3 separate regions of the Mus musculus genome follow, and all the other regions are linked to region 1. The links are chromatin contacts, called in public HiChIP or PLAC-seq maps. All regions are on one chromosome and are shown on one strand. Each heading gives the region's core, a stretch centred on a gene start, on an enhancer-like site or on the middle of the called end of the contact. The rest is flanking DNA. Distances are from core to core; before and after follow the strand shown.

What was found. HiChIP or PLAC-seq counts read pairs in DNA pulled down with a chosen protein or histone mark.
Region 2: a contact with region 1 is called in an H3K4me3 HiChIP or PLAC-seq map of bone marrow-derived macrophages, with 4 times the contacts expected there. The contact joins two enhancer-like sites. A contact is called at or near these places in 4 of 115 datasets of contacts at active chromatin or transcription factors (bone marrow-derived macrophages, craniofacial prominence, embryonic stem cells and 1 more).
Region 3: a contact with region 1 is called in an H3K4me3 HiChIP or PLAC-seq map of bone marrow-derived macrophages, with 6 times the contacts expected there. The contact joins two enhancer-like sites. A contact is called at or near these places in 1 of 15 datasets of contacts at CTCF or cohesin (the NIH/3T3 cell line), 2 of 484 Hi-C or Micro-C datasets (embryonic stem cells and nephron progenitors) and 1 of 115 datasets of contacts at active chromatin or transcription factors (bone marrow-derived macrophages).

The regions. Positions count from the first base shown.
Region 1 is chr10:120,813,484-120,817,331 of GRCm38.p6, forward strand. All of the region lies in intron 5 of Msrb3 (methionine sulfoxide reductase B3), which reads right to left. Among named protein-coding and RNA genes, the nearest start is that of Gm15910, 42 kb to the right of the region's middle. Within about 2 kb of position 1,993, at least 41 of the 459 cell types and tissues checked have an H3K27ac peak or open chromatin away from gene starts, as enhancers often do. A contact at or near this core is called in bone marrow-derived macrophages, where this site is marked.
Region 2 is chr10:120,539,972-120,543,952 of GRCm38.p6, forward strand. No RefSeq gene overlaps it. Among named protein-coding and RNA genes, the nearest start is that of Gm34952, 14 kb to the left of the region's middle. Within about 2 kb of position 1,835, at least 1 of the 459 cell types and tissues checked has an H3K27ac peak or open chromatin away from gene starts, as enhancers often do. A contact at or near this core is called in bone marrow-derived macrophages, where this site is marked.
Region 3 is chr10:120,489,327-120,493,528 of GRCm38.p6, forward strand. No RefSeq gene overlaps it. Among named protein-coding and RNA genes, the nearest start is that of Hmga2, 15 kb to the left of the region's middle. Within about 2 kb of position 2,390, at least 5 of the 459 cell types and tissues checked have an H3K27ac peak or open chromatin away from gene starts, as enhancers often do. A contact at or near this core is called in bone marrow-derived macrophages, where this site is marked.

The sequences.
Region 1 (3,848 bases), core at 743-3,242:
ACACACACACACACACACACATGAGCCCTGGTAATCCTCACTTACTCTAAGGACTATTAATGCACACATTTCAAAACAACGAAAGTGGCAAACAATGATAAAGGAGATAAAAAATTATGTGAATTCCATCAGGAGCCATATTGGCCAGAAATGGCAGTCAGCCTAACATGTACCAGGTCACAGACTTGACCCCTAGCACTGGGAAGAAAATAAGGGCTTACTGAACCTTCCTACCCGTTTACCAGCTACAACTACTTCAAGAGCACCAGGTCAACCGAAGGGAATCTCAAGTATAAGAAAACTACCCAATCAAGGGGGAATCTGGGAAACGACGTATCAAAGAGACCAAAACGCCAATCGAGCTTAAAAAACCCTTAGCTTTTTGCCCAGGATTCAGGAGCAACATTCTGGGCTCTAGAAAATGAGTCTGCCTTGGGATCTCCGTTCTCGACAGGTTCTCGACAACAAGGACAGAGAAACAAGGCCCCAGGAGACATGGAGTGCCAACGGGGGCTCTTAGGAATCATACAGAAGACCAGTTGTCTGAACAGAGACAAGTCCAGAAGAGACTTGCCACAAATGTGACCTGTTGCTGAACTATAATCCATGGAGTTAGAGACTAATTAAATCCAGCCCTTCTTCCTTCTTTGATTCATTCTTGAGTTCAAGCAAATGTTCCCTGAACTTCTAGTGAGGGCCAGTCCTTGTGCTGGATGCAGAGAAACAGTGAATGAAGCAGACAACAGTATGTCTGCTTACATCTGATCACTTCCGGGGGCGGTCAGCCTCTATATACACATTAGAGTCACTTGGGGGCCTTTTAGAGAGTGTTGTATACCTAAACTCTAGCGCCAGACTCTTTGAGACAATTGGTTATCAATGAGACCAAGGACCTATTTTTTCTTTTTAAGTTCATTGAGTTGTTCTGACATGTGAATAGGACTGAGAAAAACTGTTCGAAGGAAGTAGGCTCTAGCAAGCAGAGTGAAGACGGGGTAACATTGGTGTAAATAAACCCAGGTGCCGGCAGTAGGCTCGCCATCACTGGAAGCCACTGGAGACACGCCACTCCTCAGGTCTTCAATTATCCTCTCCTCCCCTCCTTTTGTAGATCCCCGGGATACGCTCCCATTTTCTTTTAGCACTTAGCTCAAATTATCTTTCTAATCCAACCTTTCATGATCTCTCATACACAACTTACATAGTACTGTTGATACTCTCCCAGAACCTTGGCTACCTCGGTCTCCACAACTCCACAACATTCTCTTTCAATCCCCAGCTGCTGAACAGATGGTGTGAATCCAAAACCAATCATTTCAAACACTGCTCCAGACTCCCAACAATCATGGGAGCTGAGTGAAGGACCCTCTCCCTCCCACAAGTGGGAAATTGATGCTTGACATCCCAACCTGACAGTCTGGATAAACTGTCCACTGAGACAGTTATATACTATCAAGTACATTATAGGTTCTACCCCCGGGGGAAACTGGGCCTGCAGAATGCTCAATAACAAAATATATTCTAAGCTCAAAGCAATTGACTTACAAGCAAACTTTTGAAAAACCCACCAACCCATTCACATCTTTGAGAATGTCCGCATATCACATCCTGACCAGTTCCAGGAGTAGCCGCACCACTTAACAAAGGGCAGAGTTGGAAGACAGATGCAGTAAGCTCTAGACTATATTTTAAAAGTCACAAATTGAAGGCCTTCAGCTAGAAGCATGTCCGTGGTGGCTTCATTTAACCAACAGTGGTTTCTGTAGAATACGGACTGTCATTGGTCAGCTGCTCTCTTTCTGCGGAAAGAGCCAGCTCTTTCTTCCTTTCAACTACACCATGTTTCAGCTGTTAGTTTTAATATTCAGTAAAGCTACCATGAGAAGAGCCACGCAACTCTGACGGGAGTCCACCATCTTTTGACTTGTGAAGTTTGAGTTCCTGTTTCCAGCTGGTCTCTTTATTCTTTAAGGCTTCCACGTGTCAGCCTTGGTGACTTCCTCTTTCTGCCCCCACAACATTCACATAAAGCAGTATGTTCCCCTCCTTGCTCACTTGGTGAGAAGCCCGTGTAAATCACATTTCTTTCCTTTCTATCATGAGTTCCAGTCTTTCGAGACAGTGCCCCATGGAATGACTGGGACATTCTGAAAGTCACTGGGTGGAGATCTTCTGCCAGGAGCAGAAGTGGTGGACATGGGGGACACAGAAAGGTTAGCTATAATGATTTCCTTTTCCCTGTTTACAAAAGCATTGAGTGGCTTTACACACTACACTAGAATATTACAAGAAGCTCTAAAAAAGATAATAAAGCCACCTGTAATCTTACTTCACTGAAATAACTACTGTTAAAATTTTACTATATTTCTTTTTAAAAATTCTACATAGAGAAAATATAGTGACCTGCCCTTATTATGGAGATTTGGAATGTTTAGGCTCTCTTCCCTCTCCTCCCCCTCTCCCCCTCCCCCTTTTCCTTTCCTTTCCTTTCCTTTCCTTTCCTTTCCTTTCCTTTCCTTTCCTTTCTTCCTATGATCGTGAGTATTTTATGAACACTCTTCCACATTCACCTCGAGTATTTTCTCTATAAAGTTTCTGAAATTAGAATTTCTGTATTAAGCAATCATCAAGTTCCTTTTCGGGGGTGGGGGAATCCATACACATCAAAATTCTGTTCCCATTACTAATGTTTGAACTTGGTCTAACTACACTCTTGAAGCCCTAATTTTTGGGCATATAATAGTTGATACCATTTATATTTCTATAATTCCCAATTTGGTTAAACTTTGGAAATGCTTATTGGCCTCTGAAAAATCATTCAATTATTTTTTATTTTTTATTTTTTATCTTTTATCATTTATTTATTTATTTAAGGCTATTTGCACACGTAAGGTAAACTTCACCATACTGTACTTAAAACTTTGTGTTCAATAGAAAAAGGAATTTGTCAGAAGCAAATGAGGCTGAAAGAATTACGTTGTTTTGTTTTGTTTTGTTTGTTTGTTTGTTTTTTCCACCTTTGTAAACATAGAAAGGAAGGAAGGAAGAAAAACTAACTTCTCTCAACTGCATTGAAATCACTCTACATTGCCTGTCAGAAAACGAAGCTAGAGTAAAGCTGGCTTCCCAATACCTGCCAGCAATCAGCAGGCTCTGCGGAGGGTAAGAGACACCAAGAACCAAACACTATAAGGTGGGACAGAGCAGATGCCTCAGAAAAGCCTCATCCATGCTTTAAAGGGATTTACTAGCAGTTTGCAACATAGTTTGCTTGATTTGCAACATAGTTTGTCTTTGGTCTTATCCATTCTCTTCCTTCCAGCAAACAGCCTCCTCTCACCATCCTTTCAAAGCCTGGCTGATGAGCTTGTGTAAGATGAATGGGTATCTTTAGACAAAGCAGACATCTTTCCATTTGCCCATTTTATGTAGTATTTACACATAACCTCCGAGGAGGAGAAAAATGAGGGATTAGGAAAGGCTTCCTCTAGGTAAATATGACAGGGAATGAATATACATCGTTATCTGGGGATTAAAAAGGCAGAGCTGCCAGAGTCAGTGGGCAAATGTCCAACCTTCAGAGTTACACTTGTGCCACCTAGTTAGCTACAAGTGACACTTTCTGAGATGGTCTGTTTCCAAGTGATGAGGATATGCCTAGCTATAAAGATAAAGTTTTAAAATGACATACTAATTGAAAAACAATAATCTTAGGCCCTTTATGCTAAGCCTACTAAATCTTAACACTTTAATGAATATATTAGAGACCTCACAAAAGCTACATTTGAGTTGAAATTTTTTCCTAATTTATGTTTTTTGACTAAAAACCGGGCACAATTTGATACGGT
Region 2 (3,981 bases), core at 585-3,084, 270 kb before region 1:
TCCTATCTTCAATAAATTACATTTTAAAAACTAAAACACTACCACTAGTGGTGGCTCACAGAGCTGTCAGCAAGGTGTCCCATTTGCTGCAACAACACATGGTCTAGGAAGAATCAAATTCATGAATGTGGAACTCTGTGATGACATCAGCAACACACTTAAATAGTAAAAAAAAAAAAAAAAAAAAAAAAAGACAGTAGAAAGGACATAGTAGATATTTTACAAGTAATTGTAGAATAAACAACTCTTAACCGTTGTTTTTTGTTTGTTTGTTTGTTTGTTTGTTTTTGGTTTTCGAGACAGGGTTTCTCTGTATAGCCCTGGCTGTCCTGGAACTCATTCTGTATACCAGGCTGGCCTCTTAACCATTTTTATATACATTTCTTTATTTTGTGTGCTTGTACTCGCCACCTCCCGGGTATAGAGTTCAGAGGACACTTTGTGGGAAACTGTTATCTCCTTCCACCATGGATCCCAGGAATCAAACTAAAGATGTCAGGCTTTGCAACAGATGTCTTTATCACACCGAGGCATCTTGCAGGCTCCCAAATCAACAATCCTTAGCATGGCATGGTGCAGAGGCACAGTGTGGTAGACATGGGCACACACACACACAAAAAGCACATATGAAGGAAGATTTCCAGCTGGATATGCGAGTGCATGTCTGTAATGGACAGCTTGGGAGGATGGAGGTTGGCAGATCGCTAGTTTGAGGCCTCACAGCAAGATACTGTCTTTGAAAGCAGAGAAGAGGAGAAAGAAAGGAAGACTCAGTAATCTCCAGGGAGGAAAGACAAGCTGCTAACATGTTGCTCTTGGTGATGAATCTGCTGACATCTCCTGCTCTGCTTTCGGAATGCTGAAATACTTGCAACTTTACAGCATACTCCAGTTGTTGCGAACTGTAACTCAACAATAGGAACAAGTTGCCAAATGGAAGTTTTGGCTGGAGCCACAGACGTGAGCGCTCAGCTTGATGGTGTGTGTATCATCACCTCCGTCCGGGCAGTTTGATCAGACCTGGGATTTGCACTTAAGGACACGTGTTCAGATCTGTCGTGAGGAGAGAGAGGAATGAGAAGAGGCTTCACCTAGCAGCCACGTTCTGTGGGAGAGTTTTGAAGAAAGGATGATATGTGGGAACTGCCTCAGGAATTCTAATGACCACCTTCCAAACACTTTCCCAGTGAAGACATCGGCGAGCGCTCCTCATTCAACTTCAAGAGGCAGGCTTACTCTGGTGGTACGTCTGTCTTTAATCGAACAAATAGAATTATGTGACCCCCCTGCACAAATAACCTAATTTTTAAGAGAAAAATGCAATTACACAATGTAGGCCACACCTCTAACTACTCCACTTAATGAGAGCCTGTGAGCCCCACATAAGCTTGAATTCCTTTTCTCACGGCCATTTCCCCTTCCAAGCATGAGCATCTAGTCTACAGGAATACCACGGTAGCCATGAAAAATGCATTTGGAGAGTTATGACGATTGAATTTAGGACTTTGCACATGTTAGGTGTGTTCTCTACCAGTAAGCTATGGATCTTGCTCTGAAAATAAAATCCAATTTTTATCCATTTGTCTCTAAGATATAAGTTGACCAGCATCTCAACTTTCAACCGAAGAATCCGTGATCAGTTCCAACTGAGGACGGGACAGACGTTGGCGGAAGAATGAAGGGCTGGAAACTCTTGGTCATGTTCACCTACCTGCCTCATGTTGAGTTTAGGAGCAAATTTCCTGTAGAAGAGGCCACTTCTCAGCAGAATCACAAGGGAAGAGTTCCAGGGAGCTTTCTCTAGCTCAATTTGAGGAAGAAGTTTCTAGCAGCTCTTTGAGGGAAGTTACATCAGAGCCTTCCAACTAGGGACAAGAGGGTGATCTTGCATTGCAGATGAGACGAGGGCTTTGGTGATAGCAATGGATTACTGAATCTACTTAGCCTCTTGTGATCTACAGTACAAAGAAAACCTCGCCCTGGATCGGAGACTTCACTAGCACCAGTTTCTGTCTGTTCAATCCTTCCTTCATCTGGCGCTTTTTCTGACCTTTCGAGACAGCTGTTTCTATTAAGAAAGCAATTCTCAGTCCGTCCCAGCTCAAGTGCCGTAAGTAGACAGTGCATTGTAGCTGCCAAGGCTGCACTTCTAACAGTGGCTCCATTGCCCTTAATGCTGTTTCTTCTTCTTTCCTGGTCCTTGTTTTATAAGGAACTTGTGCTTTTTCCTGGTTTAGGTGATTTTTCGATAGGTAGTTTCTATGCCGATATTTGAATAACCAGCAATGTCTCAGAGAGGAGAATCAGGGTTAAAGTCACAGGGCAGAACATAAGAGAATAGACAGAACTTGGTGATTTGATGCAATCACCTCTTTTCCTTCTTTCTTGCAAATGGGTAGTTTGGGCAGAACTCAGCAAGGATAGCTCACTCAAATGCTGGTGATGGCTTCTGGGGACTGGACCCTCTTAAAGGTTACCCACCAGTGATTGCTATGGGCTGATAGGAGGGACCACAACCAGGTCTGCCAGTTGGAACCTACACGGGGCTCTCTGCATGTGGCCCCAGAGATCTCCTCTTGACTCTCTGGGGTTCAGGAGCAGTGTTCTCAGAGAATAAGGAAGAAACTAGATAGTCTTCAATGGAACTGCCTTTTGAAGCCACAGTGTCACATCTGCCATGAATGTAAGACCTGTCACTTCTGAGGTGGGAACATGAAATCCTGCTTCTTCATCAGAGGAGTGTCAGCATCAAGTCGTAAAAAGGTTATATGGCATGAGAGATCCTACAGCAACCCTCTTGGGAAGTAAGATCTACCATACAATGGATGGATGGCCAAAAAAGAAGGCTGGGAACACCTGTCTGTCTGTCTGTCTGATAAATTACCTTTCTTTTTCATTTATTAGTGAAAAAAGAAAAATAAATTTTATTAGTAAAAAATAAATGAATTTTTTTCATTTATTAGGCCCATATTTAATTGGGGCTGGCTTACAGGTTCAGAGGTTCAATCCATTATCATCAAGGCAGGAGCATGGTAGCTTCCAGGTAGAAGGAGATGAGAATTCAGCATCTTGTTCTAAAGGTAAACAGGAGAAGACTGGCATCTTCAGGCAGCTAGGAGGAAGCTCTCAAAGCTCACGACACACTTCCTCCAACAAGGTCACACTCACCAACAAGGCCACACCTCCAAATAGTGCCACTCCCTGGGCCAAGTGTATTCAAACCACCACTCCTTATTTATGACATTACCCTTAAGTGTATAATTTCAAAATCTATTTCTTAGGAGGCATGGTTAACTTACTAAGTATATGCAAGGCAGTTAAAGTGGGTACCTGAGTTAAGGCCAAGTGCCTGTGTGGCATAAATGTGACACACTCTCTGCTAGGACCACACCACGGAGCAGAGCGATACCACTGTCAGCGCTCATCTGTAAAGTTTTCTTTACTCTTGCAGTCAAGCATAGGCTGAGGCTTTGTACTCGCCGGAACAGAACAGGTCTGCCACCCACCCGGCAAGCATGCAAGTCGGCCCAGGTGAATGGAGAAGGGATGTTCCTCCCTCATCCCCTGTCTCTTTTGTCCCTTGCTGAGTCTTCTTCCACTGGGACAAGCATTTCTACAAAACTTACTCTTGCCGTAAAGTGCCCAGTCAATTAGGCAAAAGAACCAAAATAGACACTTGCTCCATAAAGCAGTGGTTCTCAACCTGTGGGTTGTGACCTTTTCGGGGAGGGCAGGGGGGCTCAACAACTCTCTCACAGGGGTAGCCTAAGACCATCAGAAAACACATGGGGGTGGGGGGGAGGCGGCACTGGAGAGATGGTTCAGTGGTTAAGAGCACTGACTGCTCTTTCAGAGGTCCTGAGTTCAAATCCCAGCAACCACATGGTGGCTCAAAACCATCTGTAATGAGATCTGATGCCCTCTTCTGGTGTGTCTGAAGACAGCTTCAGGTGTACTTACATATAATAAATTAAAAAAAAA
Region 3 (4,202 bases), core at 1,140-3,639, 320 kb before region 1:
AAAGGTCCATTACCACAGGAACTGATTGTAGCTCTAGGATGGAAGTCTAAGTTGTAAACAGGAAGTACTGATAACAACAAACAAATGAGTACCCACTTGTTGTCAAGCCTTGCTTTGGATGTAGGCCAAAGGTTGGAGAAGAACAAAAGGAGAAAGAAGGAAATAAAAGTATGTCAGACCTGGATGGGGGTTCCAACTTCAAAACGCTGATCGAGTGGCCCAGAGTTACATGTAGACACATCACTATAAGGTAAAGCAGAAGGAAAGAGGAACCGCCGGGTATGTGTTGAACACGGGGACATGGTAGACTACTTGTGGGTAATGGCCCTCCAGAGGGTCTTGAAGGACAGCTAGACACAGAGATGGAGCAATGGAATTTGAAGCAAAGGGAGGGCTCTGAGGAAAAGTTGCTGAAGTGCAAACCTGAAACCATGCAGCAGAGAGGTTTGGCTTTTCTGTTAGGCAGCTGGCAGCTGGAAGCAATTCCCTGCAGATGGCCCTCATGAAGCACCGAACCGCCAAGCCTGAGTATAGAGATCTCCCAAGTTTATAGGAACAAAAAGAGGTGTTGAGCTACCTACACATGGGTAGCACTGAGGAGTTACTGTCACTGGAGGGCTGAAGAAGGAGAGGGAGAAGTCATGCAGAAGTCAGAACCCTTGAGGAGGAGCTGGGCTGTGAGCCCAGGCTATGTTGGGAGAAGCCCAGGCTAGGAAAAATTTGTGACCAGTGTCCGAGAGGAGGCTCTAGAGAAGGGACAAGGTGAGAAAAGGACCCTGATCTCCTCTCCTTTCTTGTCAGAGTTCTTAGGTCATGCTTCTATTGCTCAAACTCAAGGACAGCCACAGTCAAGGTACCCTGGATAACTGAGACCACCAGTCCGGGCCACTAAATAATCAGTTCTCAACCTGTGGCTCGTGACCCCTTTGGCAAACAAACCTCTGTCTCCAAAAATATTTACGTTACAATTCACAACAGGAGCAAAACTACAGTCCACGGGTGTCTCTGCCTGCCTTTCTCTTTCCACGCTCTGCGGGTGCTCAGCCTCTTCCTCTCGCCTAGAATGGTTACCTCATCTTCAAAGTATGGCCACTCCACCTCAAGTTCAGCAGCCACGTGCTAGACAAAACAGGAGCAAAATAAGGAAAACAGACTGGTCCAGAAATCCACAGCAGATTTTCACAAGGTCAGTCTCAGCTCCAGATGAGAGAGGCTGCAAAAATAAAAAATAAAATAAAAAAGTAAATAAAATATAAAATGTTTTACTACTCTGAATAAGTTCAGTTGGAATTTGTTTGCTCATTGAGATAAGGTCTTGCTTGCTCTGCAAGTCAGAAAGATCTTCAACTCTCTCTGTAGCCCAGGCTAATTCACATTTTATGATGCCCCTGCCTTAGCCTTATTGGGATTAGAGCCATGTGCCACCACACCTGATTGAGAATCTGTCATTTGAATATATATATACATATATATACACATATACATATATACACGTATACACGTATACATATATACACACACACATATATGTGTGTATGTATATGTGCATATATATACATATATGTGTATATATATGTCTGTGAGCTGGGTGTATGTACATGTGCTCCTTCACATACTTGGGGCACACTTGTGTGTACAGGTACTCATGTGCACAAGCCTGTGGAAACCTAAGACTGCTGCTGGATAGCATCCTTAATGGCTTTCACATTTTATCTGAGGGTCTCTCGAGGTGTGGAGCTTAGCCAGTCAGCTTGCTCTGGGAATACCCCTGCCTCTACTTCTGCTTGCTGGGGTCACAGGTGGACACCAGGCCTACTCAGCTTTTCTGGGGGCCTTGAGAGTATGGACCCTGTGTCTCACGCTTGTCCCACAGGTGCTTCAGTGATTTTTAAAGAAAGAAGTCAACAGATAAATTCTGGGTAGCGGCTAGCAATGTTTGATACAAAAGAACAGTTTTGGTATAATCCAACACTCTCGTTTTTAATCATTTCAGCTTCTAATAATTTCAGATTTTAATATAGTCTCCCAAATGGAGACCTTGAGGAAGATGCTACTGGGGGAAGGGATGGAATGTTTGAGATCTAAGATGCCCTGAAGTTTGAGTGCAATAATGAGTTCACCGTGTTAGTAAATAGGAAGCAAGATGCCATTGAGACAGAACTGAGCGGGGAGGGAAACTGGACTGTTGTTTTCAATAATTCACTCCCTTCCTCTGTAAAATTACACTCTCTTGCTCTTTCACTCTGGAAGCCAAGCTTTGCGATACTGGCTGTATTGAAGTTGGGTTTGGTGACAGGAAATTTTTGGACAGCAGTTGGAAAGCAGAAGTGTCATGTGCCAGATCCAGGCCACAGGCTGTTCCTGCTTGTCATCTGAGAGTGGACACTCCACCACGTCAGAAACAGTCTCAGTCCTGCAATGAAGACACATGAAATAATATCAGAATGGATGCCTCGCCCTACAGAGTGAGGACTGGGTGCCAGTGGTCGAAGCCACTGGGCTTTGTGGTTGCTTATAATGCTGTTTGAGGGAAGGGCCATTGGTTCCAGTACTGGTAGTCATCTTCCGGAGCACAGGGAAGTGATGTCACTCCCACTAGGATGCTGCGCTCCCACTAGGATGCTGCGCTCCCACTAGGATGCTGCGCTCCGATCATAAACGCATACGGCGGAAGTGTTGCTGAGGGCACAGGGCCACTGGCGCATTGACATGTTGCTTCTTGAGATGTGATACAGTTGCTTGAGGAAACAAACTCTCATGAGAACCTTAAGAGTACAATTTCCACAGGGCTCGTCCTTAGGGACCTCAGAGTCAGCTCGAGACAACCCCAAGTCCAGTTCTCAGCATAAAGATTTATTTGTCTCAAATGGACAGAGAGCAGGGAATTAAAGACAGAGGCAAGAGTTAGAGAGAGATGGGGAAAGGAACAAGGGAGAGGGGAGAACGGGAGCAAGGGGAGTGTAATGGTATATTAGTCCAGGGTGGGGGTGGGACATAACAAAGGACTGCCTCTGGATAGAGAGAAGACAGCCATGACCCATAGACAAATGTTGGTTTATAAAGGTGAAAGGGGAAATCACATGTTAGGATGAGTTGACTAATTTTAATTGGGCACGATAATTAAAGTGGCCAAAAGGGGGCTTTTGATGGTTGGACTTCAATGCTTTGATAACTGGACCTTGGTGGTCAGCCTCAGGGGGAGGAAGTGGCCAAATAAGGGACTAGCCCTTGGTGGCTAGCTTTAGGAATGTCATCTAATGGCTCTTAGCAAGGCAGAGGGAATAGAAGAAGTGCAAGGCTTTCCAGAGCCATGTTTGTCATGCTCATACCAACTAGAGTTTCTTCACTCAGCATGTCTATTCATATTACATATCATTTATGTATGTGTATATAAACAAAATGTAAACATCCACACAACCATACTGGCTAAAACACGGAAAAAGCACAAACATAAAATGTTCACGATCCGGTAACTGGAAAAATAAAATATCTGTCCATTCACGATATGGGATAGTACTCAACACTGAAAAAGACACGAAGCACTGGCATGCGCTACAACATGCTACAACCGTGTATGATTCTTGGAAAGAATATGCTGAGTCAGACTCTGAAGGATACTATTGTAAAATTTCATTAATGGGTTAGTGGTTAAGAACACTTACTGCTCTTCCAGAGGCCTGGAGTATCCATGTTGGACAGCTCACAACCATCTGTAGTCTCAGCTGCAGGGAATCTGAGGTCTGACCTCTGTGGCCAGTGAACATAGACTCACGGGCCCAGACGCATGCGTGCACATGCGCACATCCACCCCTCCCCCCTCACTCATATTAAATCTTTTAAAATAGTCTATTTATGTAAAATATCCAGAATTGCCAAAAGTACTGGTAAGGAAAGTCTATTCCTGTTCTGTGAGGAACAGAAAGCAGTGAAGAGCAGCTGCTGGCACTCAGACCTTCGCCTTTCAGAACGAGTAAAGGAATTCTACAGCTGGTTGTAGTAACGATTTCACAACTGTGAGTACACTAAAAACTAGTGAACTGGGCGCTCTAAACAGGCACATTGTTTGAGATGTAAACGGAATTTTAATATAGTCATTTAAAGCAGTGAACAAGGTTGGCCCTCCCTCAAGGCACCTGCTGTGACCTGGGACTCATCAGAATCACGCTGTCTCTGTCTCGCCAGATCTGGACCGTGACTAATGG